Regions from separate parts of the Sus scrofa genome. Here region 1 is linked to region 2. The links are chromatin contacts, called in public Hi-C maps. All regions are on one chromosome and are shown on one strand. Each heading gives the region's core, a stretch centred on a gene start, on an enhancer-like site or on the middle of the called end of the contact. The rest is flanking DNA. Distances are from core to core; before and after follow the strand shown. Region 1 overlaps NHEJ1 (non-homologous end-joining factor 1). Region 2 overlaps CFAP65 (cilia- and flagella-associated protein 65).

Region 1 (5,882 bases), core at 470-2,969, 120 kb after region 2:
TCCCCCTAAAGCCACAGAGCTGATGTCACAAGAAGTGCTTGCTGCCGTCAAGGGCTCTCTGTGTCCCAACTACAACTACTCACGACGACGCAGGCAGCCTCTGTGTGCAGAGGGAGGCGGGCGGGGGTCTGGCTGAGAATAAAGGGAAGTGGGGGGCGAGGAGTTGTGGGTTAGGGGTAGATAGGAGGTGGGGAAAGGTGGGAAGGGGGAGAAAAACAACAAATCTCCTCCTGCCATGAGGGCTGCCTGGGATTCATAGGCCAAGAAGGGGACAGGCTTGTCAGCCTGCCTAGACAGTGGTTCTCGACTTTTCCCACCCAATACACACGAGTCATACTGAATATTTTCATGGGTAACTAAAGGTTATTACACATGATACTTAACTGTTTCGGGGGCACATATCAGAATTTTGTCATAAGGGTATGAATACTTGAAAAGGCCTCCAAATCACTCTGATCGCCTCCCCGATGGGTTAGGTACCCCCTAGGAAGAACCATCAGTTTAGACAGCCTGCTTCTCCTGCCCTCCCTTCCCTTCTGTTTATTCGACATACCTGTTTTGAGAGCTTATGTGTGCCAGGCATTGTTCCAGGGGCATTGCAGAGACAGTGATGAACACAGAGACAAAATCCCTGCCCTCATGGAGAATCCATGCCTTCACAGGGGAGGAAAATAACATAATAAAAAGTTCAACCTGGGGCAAGTTGGGTTGCTATAAATGCAAAGGAGAAAAACAGAGCAGGGAAAGGGGACAGATGGTACTGGTAGGGTTGGGGGTGAAATTTTAGACAAGGTGGCTACGAAGTTCTCGACTGGAAGGTAGCACAGGGAAAAGGCCTAGAGGAAGAGGGGAAGCAGCCATGCAGGTGTCTGGGGAAGAACATTCTCAGCAGAGGGACCAGCAAGTGCAAAGGCCCTAAAGTGGACATGGGTCTAGGAGGTCCGAGAAGGAGTAAGGAGGTGGCTGCGGAGGCTGGGCCCCCACCCATGGTTCACGTCAGAGCTCTCTTCCATTTCAGATCCTGAAGCTCTGACGCCCTGTTGGACGAAATTGTCCAAGCCAGGAAGATACTCACAAGCAGAAAAAAGGTAAATACCTTGGTGAAAAGGGGCGCAGGCAGACAGGTAAGACATATTTCTCTTTTATTTAAACAGCTCAGAGTTCTTTTAAATAAAATCTCATCCATTCACAAGAAATCCTACCAGGGAAATTATCCCCTTAGCTACGACTGGAAGGAAAAATGGCTAGCTCAGGAGTCATTCGTTAAATGACTTTAAAGCTAGCAACTGGAATAGAATTTACTCTTAATACCCTAGTCCAATGTTCTAGTTTTCATTAAATCTACAGTATTAAAAACTGGAAAGGCCTCAAGAGATTACCTTACATATTCGCCTCATCTTACTCAAGAAGCAGCTACCAAAATTCGAACCCAGGGTTCTTGGATAAGGGGTTAACACTGCTGAGAGAGAAAAGGACAGACATAGTACAGATTTCAAAAGAAAGGACCACTTTTTCTCAAGTCTCACATTTCTAGAATCTCTCCTGCAAAGGAAGGTATAGTGATGACATTTTAGGGCAGTCAAAGACTAAACAGTGTTCTCTGTCCTCTGATCCCTAGAAAAAGTCTGTTATCTCCACCTGCAAGGCCCCTTATCTAACTCCCTTCAGCCCAAGTGTCCTTTGTGAGACAGAGCCTGGCCAAGCCAGTGGGCTGCAGGTCCTAAGACCAGACGAAGTCTACAGTGTGGATACAGATACACACGCACACACAGACACACACAGTCAGGGGGAAGGAGGGAAAAGGAAAGCACACACAACACAACACACCAGGGCAGCTGCAGAAAACAACTGCTTGTTAAGTTAAAATTAAACTCTGCACAAATATTGACCTTTGGAGGGGACAGAAACCGGTCCCATATTTACCAGTTTTATAAATGGGACTGACCACAGCTGCCCCACGCGCTTGGCCAGCATGATGGCAGGATGGGGCGAGGCCACGCTTGGTGGGGGGGGGGATGAATGAGAGGGGCAGGAGACATTTTAAACACTCTCTTAAACGTAGTTACTACGGGTAGGTCAAAGTTCCTGAGAGCCTTAAAAGAGGAATTTCTAGGAAAGCAAATAAGGCAGTCTCAAAGTAGGGGGTCAGAGAAGTAGGGATAAAGAGGAAAAAGGAAGTGTCAGAAAGAAAAAAAGCTCCTGGAAATAGTGAGAAATATAACAGAGATTGAAACTGAATGGATAGAACAACACTGCAGAGCTTATCCTTTTGAACCCTGGCCCTTGGTCAAACCAAGAGTCATAAGGTAGAAGACCAGGTGACCAACTTAACCTAGCAGAACAATCTAAACTGACCTGGTTTGAGTCTTGGCTCTGTTGTACTTACTGTGTAACCTTGGGAAACTCAGAGACCCCAGTTTCCTCATCTATAAAGTAGGGGTAATAATATAAAAACATTGCCCTAACTCATAAAGACCACAACCAAAAGACGATGTAAGTGCAAGCACTTGGCCAACTATAAACAACCACACAGATATAAATCATTATTTGTATTAATTCTATCCGGGCTATCGGTGCACCTTTATGTTCCAAATTGGCCAATAAACTGCAATCTCTCTAAGAGCAAAAAGTCAGAGGTCAGAAGGGAGAGCCTGGGCTTCCCCTGAACTTGTTAACAAGCCTCCTAAAAGCAGATATCTAACCCTTCCCTTGCTGCATGATAACATGGAGACCAGCTGGTGAAAAGAGGCCCCCAAAGCCACACTCACGGGCTGCAACAGGTCTAGACAAGCAGGAAAAAAGGACTCATCAATACTATTTCTCTAAAAGCTGATCTCTGGCAACCCGAGGCTTTCCGGGAATAAACATCACAGATGAGGGGCAACTTAGGTCTGTTCCAAACCTCTGATGCCTTTACTCTCTATTTACATCCATGACTTTCACGATCAATAATCATAAACATAACAGATATGAATCCAATCTCTGTACAAGGCATGACAACACCCTCCGGCCCCCGCCAGTTGTGCCACAAAGAATCACAGTTCTGAAAGCATTTCAACTTTGAACAATACATGAAAAGATTGTGCCGAAATTAGTCACCAGTTTTATAGAAAGCTCTAGCGCCTTTACGTGACACACTGTTTACACTTCACATCTTAAAAGCATGGAATGGACAAGTGTCTATCACCTGAGCAAGGCAGTGATGAAATTAAAGTCCTTTACCTCCTCTGTGCTAACCAAACACATGTCACTAGTATCTTTTGACTCTGCTTCACTTGTTCAATGTTTGACCTTAATATATTACAGTTTATATTGTTAAACGTGTGTCATAAAATATAAACAATGTACAGCACAACCACGTCAGCAATTCGGGAAGAATTTCCAACGCTGCAGTCTCTGTGGTCACAGGGCAGGAAGGTGTTTTGCATTTGGTGTCCCAAACATGTGCTGAGGCAGAGACTCCAAACAAACTGGGGAGGGGGAGACGGGCAGAAAGGAACGAGGAAGAGAGTGGGGAAATTGCACTGCATGTGGGAACCAGCTTCCCTGAATTTTGATCCAAGAACTTATTTTAAGACAGAATCACTATGAATTTCCACAGCCCTTTTGCTCTGGCTTTGTCCTTCTGCAGTGGCTGCAGGGAAGAGATACGCCCCCAGGTCGAGCCACTCAGGGCCTCTAAGAGCTTTTGTTATTCTTGTAGCAAAAGGTCCTCTCCTCATATCACCCCCATCTTTTCCATGAGCAAAGGACCCGCCCCCCCTTAAGCTTCAGTTCCATCTTCTATGACCTTTGGAGAAGCTGAGCTAATGGACCTTCTCTGCAGGGACCTAAGATTCCTTACCTATTAAGCTATAGCCAGAAGTGAAATTATTTTCAAATATTCCAAACTCCTAGAGAAAAGAAAAGGAGAGTTACCATATTTACGACTGTCACCTATTCAACACTCCAAAAAAGTCCATCCTCACTGTACGTGCCAGCGCTCCCAGGAGAAGCCTTGACCAGAATGCATCGGTCTGGCTCTTTTCAAGCTCCTCCTGCCTCAATGTTCTCATCCCCCAAAACATCAGTGCTTCAGACTAGAAGGTGTCTGGGCTTGGAAAGTGGTACAGGAGCTGAAAATAAGCACTTTCAAAAGCAAAAGATTCTTTTTTATTTTTTGGTCTTTCAAAGGCTGTACCTGCAGCAAATGGAAGTTCCAAGGCTAGGGGCTGGATCAGAGCTATAGCTGCTGGCCTATGCCACAGCCACAGCCACGCCAGATCCAAGCCCCACCTGCATCCTACACTGCAGCTCATGGCAATGCCACATCCTTCACCCACTGAGTGAGGCCAGGGATGGAACCCGAGTCCTCATGGATACTAGTTGGGTTCGTTACCGTTGAGCCAAAACTCCAATTCTCTCTCTTTTAAAGAGCAAATTTTATTTTATTAGCCGCACCTGTAGCATGTGGAGTTCCTGGGCCTGGGATCGAACTCAAGTCACAGCAGTGACAATGCCAAATCCTTAACCCCTAGGCCACCAGGGAACTCCAAAAGCAAAATATTCTTAAGGAGAAATTCACAGCTAAGTAACTCTCCAATAAGACAATAAAGGCCACAATGGGCCAAGCAATTACTCTCCAGCAATTAGAAGTGACGTGTTCAAATACGCTCTGCTGATGAGAGGTCTTTTATCCTCTACCCACAACTCCATCTTTGAGACCCCGCTGATCTCCTCCCAGACTAAATTCAGGCTGCCTAGATTCAACAAAACACAGCAAAATGCAGCCCACACAGGACTTCTAGTTGAATACTGTTTGTATCAGTGCTCTCCTGCTCTCTCCCAGCCAAACCGGGAGACTGACCTCTCAGAGCAGTCCCTAAGCAGATCATGTGCCAGGGCTGATTCCCATTAGAATGCCTTGGCCTGACTGAGCAAGCTGACTGTCTTTCTTGGTGGCTTCGTGACAGGAGGGCACTTTTATATTGACGATGCCGGCACTGCAAACGGTCCAAAGGCCTGTAAGAGGTAATACTTACACAGGCCTAAGGAATACATAATGAAGCCAGGGTCCCCAGAAACACTCTGATGTAGCCCAACGACAAGAACAAGAAGGGGACTCTTACATAGGTCCCAGCTAAGGCTGCGAGTGGACTGAAAGCACAAAGACCTGAGGACGACTCCACATACAAGTGCACATCCATGTCCTTTCTGAGCATGGACACTGCTCAGTTTTTGACTGTGGAAGATCCGTATCTGTAACCCAGAAGCAACTAAATTTCAAGCACACTAGGAAGCATCCTACCCCGGTAATCTCTGAAGCCCCTAGAGAAGTAAATAAGGAAATATTGCTACTGGGTACCAGTGAGTGCTGCCGACTCACCAGCCCTAGGAAACGTCTGAACAGAGTCTTATTCAAGCCAAGGGAAACGCTGTTAAAACACACAAAACTCCTTTGACTAATGTGAGAGGGGGAAAGAGCCTCTATAATTAACAGAAACTGTCACAGGCATTGGGGGCCTCCGACGTGTTCAACGCAAACCACTTGAAAAGACCCGGTCTTCTAGGAGAAGGCTGGGGTTTGTGAGCAGGGATCCAACAGGCTGGGGACAGCTTTTCCAAAAGAATCCCACCAGATTAAAAAGAAGAAGAAGAAGAAAAAGGAGAAGGAAAAAAAGAGAGGGGAGAGAAAGAAAAAACCCAAACCTCAGCTAAATGTTTTCCACCACTAGAACGAAGAAGCAGAACAGAAGAAAAGTCCAAATGCAACCAGTTTTCAATTAGGGCCTAATTAGAAAGAAAAGTGGCAGTGCTACTATTACAGATAGGGGGAGGAAGAAACGCACTCCATGTCTTGCATTTGGGCTGAGCCATCCACTTGAAAGCTCTGATGATTACAG
Region 2 (6,670 bases), core at 986-3,485:
GGGAGGAGGGACTTGGAGGAGAGGCCAGATCCCTGGTGAGTCCAGGAAATGCGGGTCTTGGGGATGGGGGGATGGGGGTGGAGGTCTGGGGAAATGGGGCTCCCAGGGCTGAAGGGGGAGGCAGTGGCTCTCTGTCCTAAGGGAAGACCCCTCAGCCCACTGGTGGCCTCATTCTTCTCACCCCCATCCCTAGGACTGCTATAAGAGTGAGAGTGTGTGTGTGTGTGTGTGTGTGTGTGTGTGTGTGTGTGTGTGGTGGTGGTAGTGGTGGTGGTGGTTGGAGGGGGGTTCATTCCAAGGGGAGGCCTTTTTGTTGATAGCCCCAGGATCTGGAATCCTAGCCAGAGGGGAAGAGCTCTAGCCCCCTTCTAAGATTGGGGGAGGGGAGAGGAAGCCCTCCGTGACACAGGGAAGATGTATCAGCGCCAGGCCCCTGACAGGCAAATGAATCAGTGCCAGGCAGGGAGCAGAGGGCCGGCCGAAGCCACAAGCCTGGCCAGGGAGGCCAGGATGGGGGCTGCACACACCCAGCCTGGGACCCACCGGCTCTCCCCTCACCCCCACCCTCCTGCCCCAAGGCTGTTGCATGTGGATCCAGCCTGCCGTCCACCCTCTCCCCAAACCTGCCTGGGATCTGTCAGAGCCATCTCATCCCCTCCCCCTCCCTTTCTCGGTGCCAAGGACTCAGCAGATCCAGTGGAGCCTGCGGGTAGTGTGGGGCGAGATGGCAGTGAAGTGGGGGAAACATGGAGGGGGCAAGCCAGCACCTCCAGGATCCAAATTGGAGTCAGAAGGGACCACTGACTCCTGACCCTCATTCCCATCTCCCTGGGGGCTGCCACCTCTGCCTGGGTGGGAGTGGGGGGACAGTGCCTGCCCATGGTGCTTCCTCACCCTTAGGGGAAACTGGGGCTCCCTACGCTGTTCAAGGAGATGTCCCTCCATCCCAGACCTACCGCCAGCCCCTCCCTCTGGGGCCGGCTCAGCATCGCCATCAATTTGGGGAGAGGGAATGGAGGCCACCTGGAATCACAGGACGGAGAATCAGTTCTGGGGGCCAGCAGTCTGGGGCAATCTTCCTCCTCCTCCCCCCATGTCAGATCTTAACCCTTTGAGCCATTGGAAAGGGAGGTGGGCTGTCCCAGGTGTGGGTTGTGGCTAATGACCCCGGACTCCCACCTAATCTGAGGGCTACTTAGACCCACCCCCACCCCCATTTGACTGAAACAAGAGGCCTTGGGATTATGAAGTTTGGGAAAGGTGGTGAGCTGCCCTATCAAGCAAGGGCTCCTGGAGCCTGTGTTTGTCCTTTTCCATCTGTCTGACTGTCTGTCTCCAACATGGGGAGACTGAAAGACACCGCAGGGAGTGAATCCTCAGGATGTCAGCCCCAAAGAGACCCGGAGGAGCCAGACTTGATCTCCCTTGTGGTTCTAGCTCCCACCACCCAGATTTTCCACACCTCATAGTTCTTGCTCCAAGTCCCCCAGAGCCTCCAACTTTCCGCGTCAGGGGGCTCAAAAGTATCGCTAAAAGCCCAGGAACCAGGATATGTGGACTGGTGGGGCCCTTGCAGGAGGCCAGACCAACCCTCCACATTGTGCAAAGCGCAAAACCCTGGGAGGGGCCAGAAAATGACTTGCCCAAGGCCACAGAAGTCGCTGGGACAGATCCGGACTAGAAGCCGGGTTTCCACCTCGGAAAATGCTCCTGACCTGGGCCACAGCCCCCTATGCCACCCGGTGGAGCGGCCGCCCGCACTCTCCGGAATCTAGCTGGGCAGCCCAGGAGTTGCGGGCAGGACAAGGCAGGGCGGGCGGAGCCGGATGGGAGCCGGATCTGCCCGGGGAGCGGCGCACAGCCTCTCCGACCCGTATGGCGGCGGCGGCGGCGGCGACAGGTGCCTGCGTGGCGATCCGGCTCGGCCCCCGGGCGGGTGCTGAGAGGCCGCCCCTGCCTCACGCGAGCCGAACGAACAAAACGCTCAGGTCCGGTTTGTGCGAGGGGCTCGTCGCGGGGCGGGGGCGGAGGGCCCGGGGCCTGGCTGTGGCCTGCGGTGGTCTCCTGGTCCTGGTCTTCGGTGAGTGCCGTGCCGCACAGCGCTCCGCTACCGCCGCCCTCACCTGCGCGCATCCGCGGCTGACACGTCGGCGGCCGCGGCGGCCACTACAGGTGCGCACCTGGCCCGCCCCTCCCTTCCTGGCCACCCTCCGCCCGATCGGGCCCTGCTTGGCTTGGTCCCCAGCTCACGCCCCGGAGCTTGTGCCTGAGCCCGGGCTCAGCGCGCTTTATACGGCCTGCTTAGTCCCCGCCCCTAGACACACACACACACACACACACACACACACACACACACACACACACACACACACCTGTCCGGGCGCCCGTTTGCTCGGGGCAAATATTGACTCAGAGGAGGCGGAGCGCCCCTCACCCCTCTCCCCGCCCCCGCCTGGGCTTTGGGGCCAGAGCTCCACCGAGGCCTTGGCGGTGGGGGTAGAGGGGGGGTGTCGGGGACCTGGGCGCCTCTGGAACAACACCAGATGTCACTTTTCCACCCACCTGCCTCGGGAAGGCGGGGGAGGAGCCGAGGACAGAGGCTGCCAGGCGGAGGTTAGGGGGAGCAGGAGGTGGGTATCCTAGGGAAGGTGGGACGTCCCCTCCTGGGGACTCAGATTCATGACAGGAGTCGTTTAGTAGGGTCTGTGGCCCGCTATCTAGCGATGATCTCCACCCGCGTCCCAGTGTCTAGTTCTTGACCCTTCGCACGTGCCTCGATTTCCCTTCCTTCCCAATCTCTTAGCAGAGTCCCGGGAGCCCGGCAGATGCTGAGAAAAAGCTGGCGGTGGAAGAGCCGAGCCTCGGAGCAGGCGCGGTGGGGAAAGGGGAGGGGTGGCCACCTCGCCCTGCGGCCACCTGCTGCGCAGACCGGGCCTGGCGCTCGGCTCCTGTCCCCAGGCTCTGTTGGGGCAATGGCCAGCGAGGCTCCGCCCGAAGCGCCCTCCACTGGCCAGACCAGGTCCAGCATCCGGCTGCGTCTCGCCTCACTGAGGTGTGGAGTGGAGAGGCGCGACCTCCCAGTCCCTAAGGCTTCAAGGAGTCACTTTGGCCGCTTCTACCGTCTGTCCCTCTCAGGCCGCGCGCGCGCGTTTTTGTCGCATCGGATAAATAAAGTCAAGGCAGATATAGGAAAAAAGGCTGGATCCTTTACTGGCGGGGTGACGGAGAGAGCGCCGGTAGGAACCTAGAGGTGAAGGTCGGAGGGGGGACTGTGTGCTGGTGTCTGCGAATAGTCGGTAGGGGGCAGTGCCGTGGTGCCGCTCGTATCCCCTTGCTGCGGCCCCGGGGGCGCCGCGGGCAGCAAGTCGGGAGTCAGCATCCTGGAAGACAAAAAGCCCCAGGTAGAGGGGGTGAAGGAGAGGCTTCCCTCCGAGGGTGCCCGTCTCTGCAACCTCTCGCTCCCCTCCCTGCGGCCGCTGGCCCGGGCGCCCCAACCTGGGAACGCTGAGCGGTGGCAGGGCGATGACGCGCGGCCGCGAGGTGAGCACCACCTCTCCGCGGCTCGCCTCCACCAAGATGTTCTGGATCATGTTCTCCAGCAGCGCCTCCTGCAGGTTAGCGAAAGCCGGGAGCCTGCCGGGCGGGAGGCGGGGGCGCCGAGGTCAGCGCTCACGTCCCCCGCCCGCCCGACTCTGTGCTGTTCGGTGTGCGCCGCGTGCTCTACGCGGATTCTCACTTAACTCCCCCCTCCAACACCGTGAGGAATCCATGTTCCAGTTTTATAAACGTTCAGACTATGGCTTGAAGAGACCAAGTTGCAAAACGCACACGGCTGGTACACGTGGTGGGATTCCAGCCCAGGCAGCCAGAGTCTGCATTCCAGGGCCAGGGTTGGGGAAATGCCTCAAACTATGATGGCTCAGGAGGGACTCCTAGGGCATCTCGACAGGGACAGAAAGCAGCCACAGATCAGCCCAGGGAGAGACCAATGGAGAAGTGGTGGTGCTTTTCTTCTGGCTTTAGAAACCCATTTAGGAGATTTGGACGTGGTGTGATGGTAAATGTTAATAGCCTGCTCTTGGAGAAAAAAATTAAGGCTCAGCTCTGTACTATTCTGTAAATACCCTCACCGAGGGCGTAGGCGCCAACTGTGATGTCAATGAAAGCTGCTGGGAAGAGAAGCACACACAGGTAGAGCCCCAGCACACCACTGCCTCCTAGGATCCCCCTGCACTCAGCCCCCCCCCCCAAAACCCGCCCTGGGGTCTGGCTGCTCACCGGCTGATGGCCTCCTTCTCATCCTGCTCTTGCCTCTCCTTCACAAGACCTTCAGCTGCTGCTGCCACTGCCATTTCAGGGACTCATGGGATGTGGGCTGCGGTTCAGGCTTAATGTCCATCCAGGGCAACTTCTCTTCCTTCTCCTCCACCTCCTTTTCCTCCACCTCCTCTTCTTCCAGCTTCTCCTTGCCGGTCTCCTCCTCCTCGTCCGTCTCCTCCTCCATCTCTTCTTCCTCCTCCTCCTCTTCCTCCTCCTCCTGCTCCTCCTCCTCCTCCTCCTCTTCATCCTTCTCCTCTTCCCCGCCTTCCTTCTTCCTTAGCCTCCGCTTACCCTCCTCCTTTTCCTTGTCTCTGCTGTCCTCCGAGCTGTTGGAGGACAGAGATGGGTCTGGCATTAAGTGCAGGTTGCTCTTCTGGACCGTGAACTTGGCCGACTGCTCATTCCAGAACTGGCAGAAGTAAGGCATCTGCTCCACCAGGTTTTGGTCCACGGCCTCATGGAAGATCTTATCTTCCAGCAGGCCCCTGGGTGGCAGGGAGGAGGAGAAGGTCCTCACTGAGAGGCCTTGTAGCCCCCTAGGGGGGGCTCTGGCTTCAGGGTTCCCCAAGGGGCGGTTCTTGACTACTGTGTCCACAAACAGGTGCTAGGGGGCGGGGGTGGGGTGGGGAGCCCTTGATCAGTTGCTCATTCCCTTAGAAAAGCATCTCTGGGCCCCATGGATTCTTAAAGGTAAACAATATAGGGGAGAGGAAGACCCAGGAGGTCAGAGTCACACAAATGAGGGCCAGAGGCCTGGGGAGGCAGCACATTGGCTGCAGACCTCATCTACCAGCTATGACAAGGCAGAACTCAGGACCCTGCTCCGAGGATCCTTCCAGCCAGCTCTATTAGAGCTCTACATCCTGGAGGGCCTGGGGCCACCAGGGGAAGGAACTTGAGAGGAAGTTCTGGTTTTCAAGAGAGGAAGGGCTTGGCCTTCCAGGGCTTCGGGTAGACCCAGAGTTGACCAATGAGCTGGAGAGATGAGGGATTGGGGGTGAGCGGTCACCTGATGATGGTGGTGAGACAGTCAACCAGGAGCTGCTTCTCTTGCTTGGAGACAAGGGCCCACATCTCAAGGGAGTCTTCATCAGCCTCCGACTCTTTCCTGGGGCACTTCCTCTTTGGCAGCTCCCTGGGGTAGGCCATGGCATCCTGAGTGGCCTGGGCAAGCCACCATGCTGGGATGGGGGTGGCATGAGCAGGGATGGTGGCTGCCCAGTCATGAGGACATAGTGAGTTTGGGGCAGAGCCCAGCCTTAACCCCAAGGTATTGCTGCTACATTTGGGGAACCAAGCCCAACCCTCTAGCACAGGACCTTGAGAGGCTCCAAGTTGGAAAAGGAAGGAAGTAGGGGAGGCAAGGAGGCTTAGGTAAGTTCCCCAGGGGGCTCTGGCTTTTGTCCCCTCCTCATAGGGACCTATACAGTGATGGCGCCATCTTGGGCCCAGCAGCACCCCAGTAGTCCCACTGCTGCTGCATACACTCCCAAGCCACAGCAAGGGTTGGGTCTGGGCAGACCTCGTTCTGGAGTGGGAGGGGGGCAGAGGAAGGAGACCCCTCCCTCCCTGAGAGTTCACCGGTGCAAGAAGTGGCGGGGAAAGTCCGAGAAGAAGTTGGCCAGGAAGTAGTCGGTGGCATGGGCGCGGGCAGTGAGGCCTAAGTAGAGCATGCCTGGTGAGGGTGGCTGGGGGCATGGCCAATGTGTCTCCTCCTTTGGGATCTTAAGGTTCCAGCTGGTGGGCCGGTTGAGATACTCTTGGTTCTTGATGGGGGGCAGTGTCTTTGGGAAAGGGGAGGCATGAATGACAATGGGCTTGGGGACTGCGGTCCCATTACTGATGGGTCCCTAGCCTCCCAAACAGATCTTTTGGGCCACACAGGTGTGACAGCCCCACCCATTGGCACTTTCATCCCTCTCTTCCAGGAGGTTGGAGGTATCTCTGGGGAGGGAGCAAGGACCTTCTCTATTTATCCCAAGGAGGTGGGCCTGGGCTTCCGACCTCACCTTGTACTTCCTCACAGGTTCACAAGCTGTACAATAGGCCTGTCTCTGTAGAAGCAAGGAGACCCCTGCTTAGTATGCAAGAGGCCTGGAAGGACTCCCCTCTTCCTACTCTTCCCAATGACCCACAGAGGGCCTAAAGTCAATGCTAGGACCTGCTGTCCCCTTGGTCCTGCCCAACTCCCAGCCACGCCCTCTTCCAAAACCTTCCCTTGGGAAATGCTGCCTGCAGACAAGGAAAATCTGGTTACCCAACTGAAAGAGAGAAAAGGAGATGCCACCAAACAGTGCCGGCTGCCCCAAGGGAGCTTGTCCTGGTGCCCCAGAGCTTTGTGGCTTTTTGT

Evidence for each region. A called contact is a pair of places that touch in the nucleus more often than the background predicts.
Region 1: a contact with region 2 is called in a Hi-C map of liver, with 2.7 times the contacts expected there. The contact joins two enhancer-like sites. A contact is called at or near these places in 1 of 5 promoter capture datasets (liver) and 5 of 47 Hi-C or Micro-C datasets (embryonic fibroblasts, heart right ventricle, liver and 1 more).

What each region holds. Positions count from the first base shown.
Region 1 is chr15:121,143,517-121,149,398 of Sscrofa11.1, forward strand. The region is part of intron 6 of NHEJ1 (non-homologous end-joining factor 1); the gene reads right to left. All of the region lies in intron 18 of SLC23A3 (solute carrier family 23 member 3), which reads right to left. Among named protein-coding and RNA genes, the nearest start is that of NHEJ1, 44 kb to the right of the region's middle. Within about 2 kb of position 1,720, at least 14 of the 83 cell types and tissues checked have an H3K27ac peak or open chromatin away from gene starts, as enhancers often do. A contact at or near this core is called in liver, where this site is marked.
Region 2 is chr15:121,023,931-121,030,600 of Sscrofa11.1, forward strand. It overlaps CFAP65 (cilia- and flagella-associated protein 65), which reads right to left. Exons shown (of 36, transcript XM_021075441.1): 30 at 6,330-6,374; 31 at 5,902-6,104; 32 at 5,330-5,455; 33 at 4,327-4,805; 34 at 4,279-4,324; 35 at 3,496-3,633; 36 at 2,435-3,380. The coding sequence ends at 3,245. Among named protein-coding and RNA genes, the nearest start is that of CRYBA2, 10 kb to the left of the region's middle. Within about 2 kb of position 2,236, at least 13 of the 83 cell types and tissues checked have an H3K27ac peak or open chromatin away from gene starts, as enhancers often do. A contact at or near this core is called in liver, where this site is marked.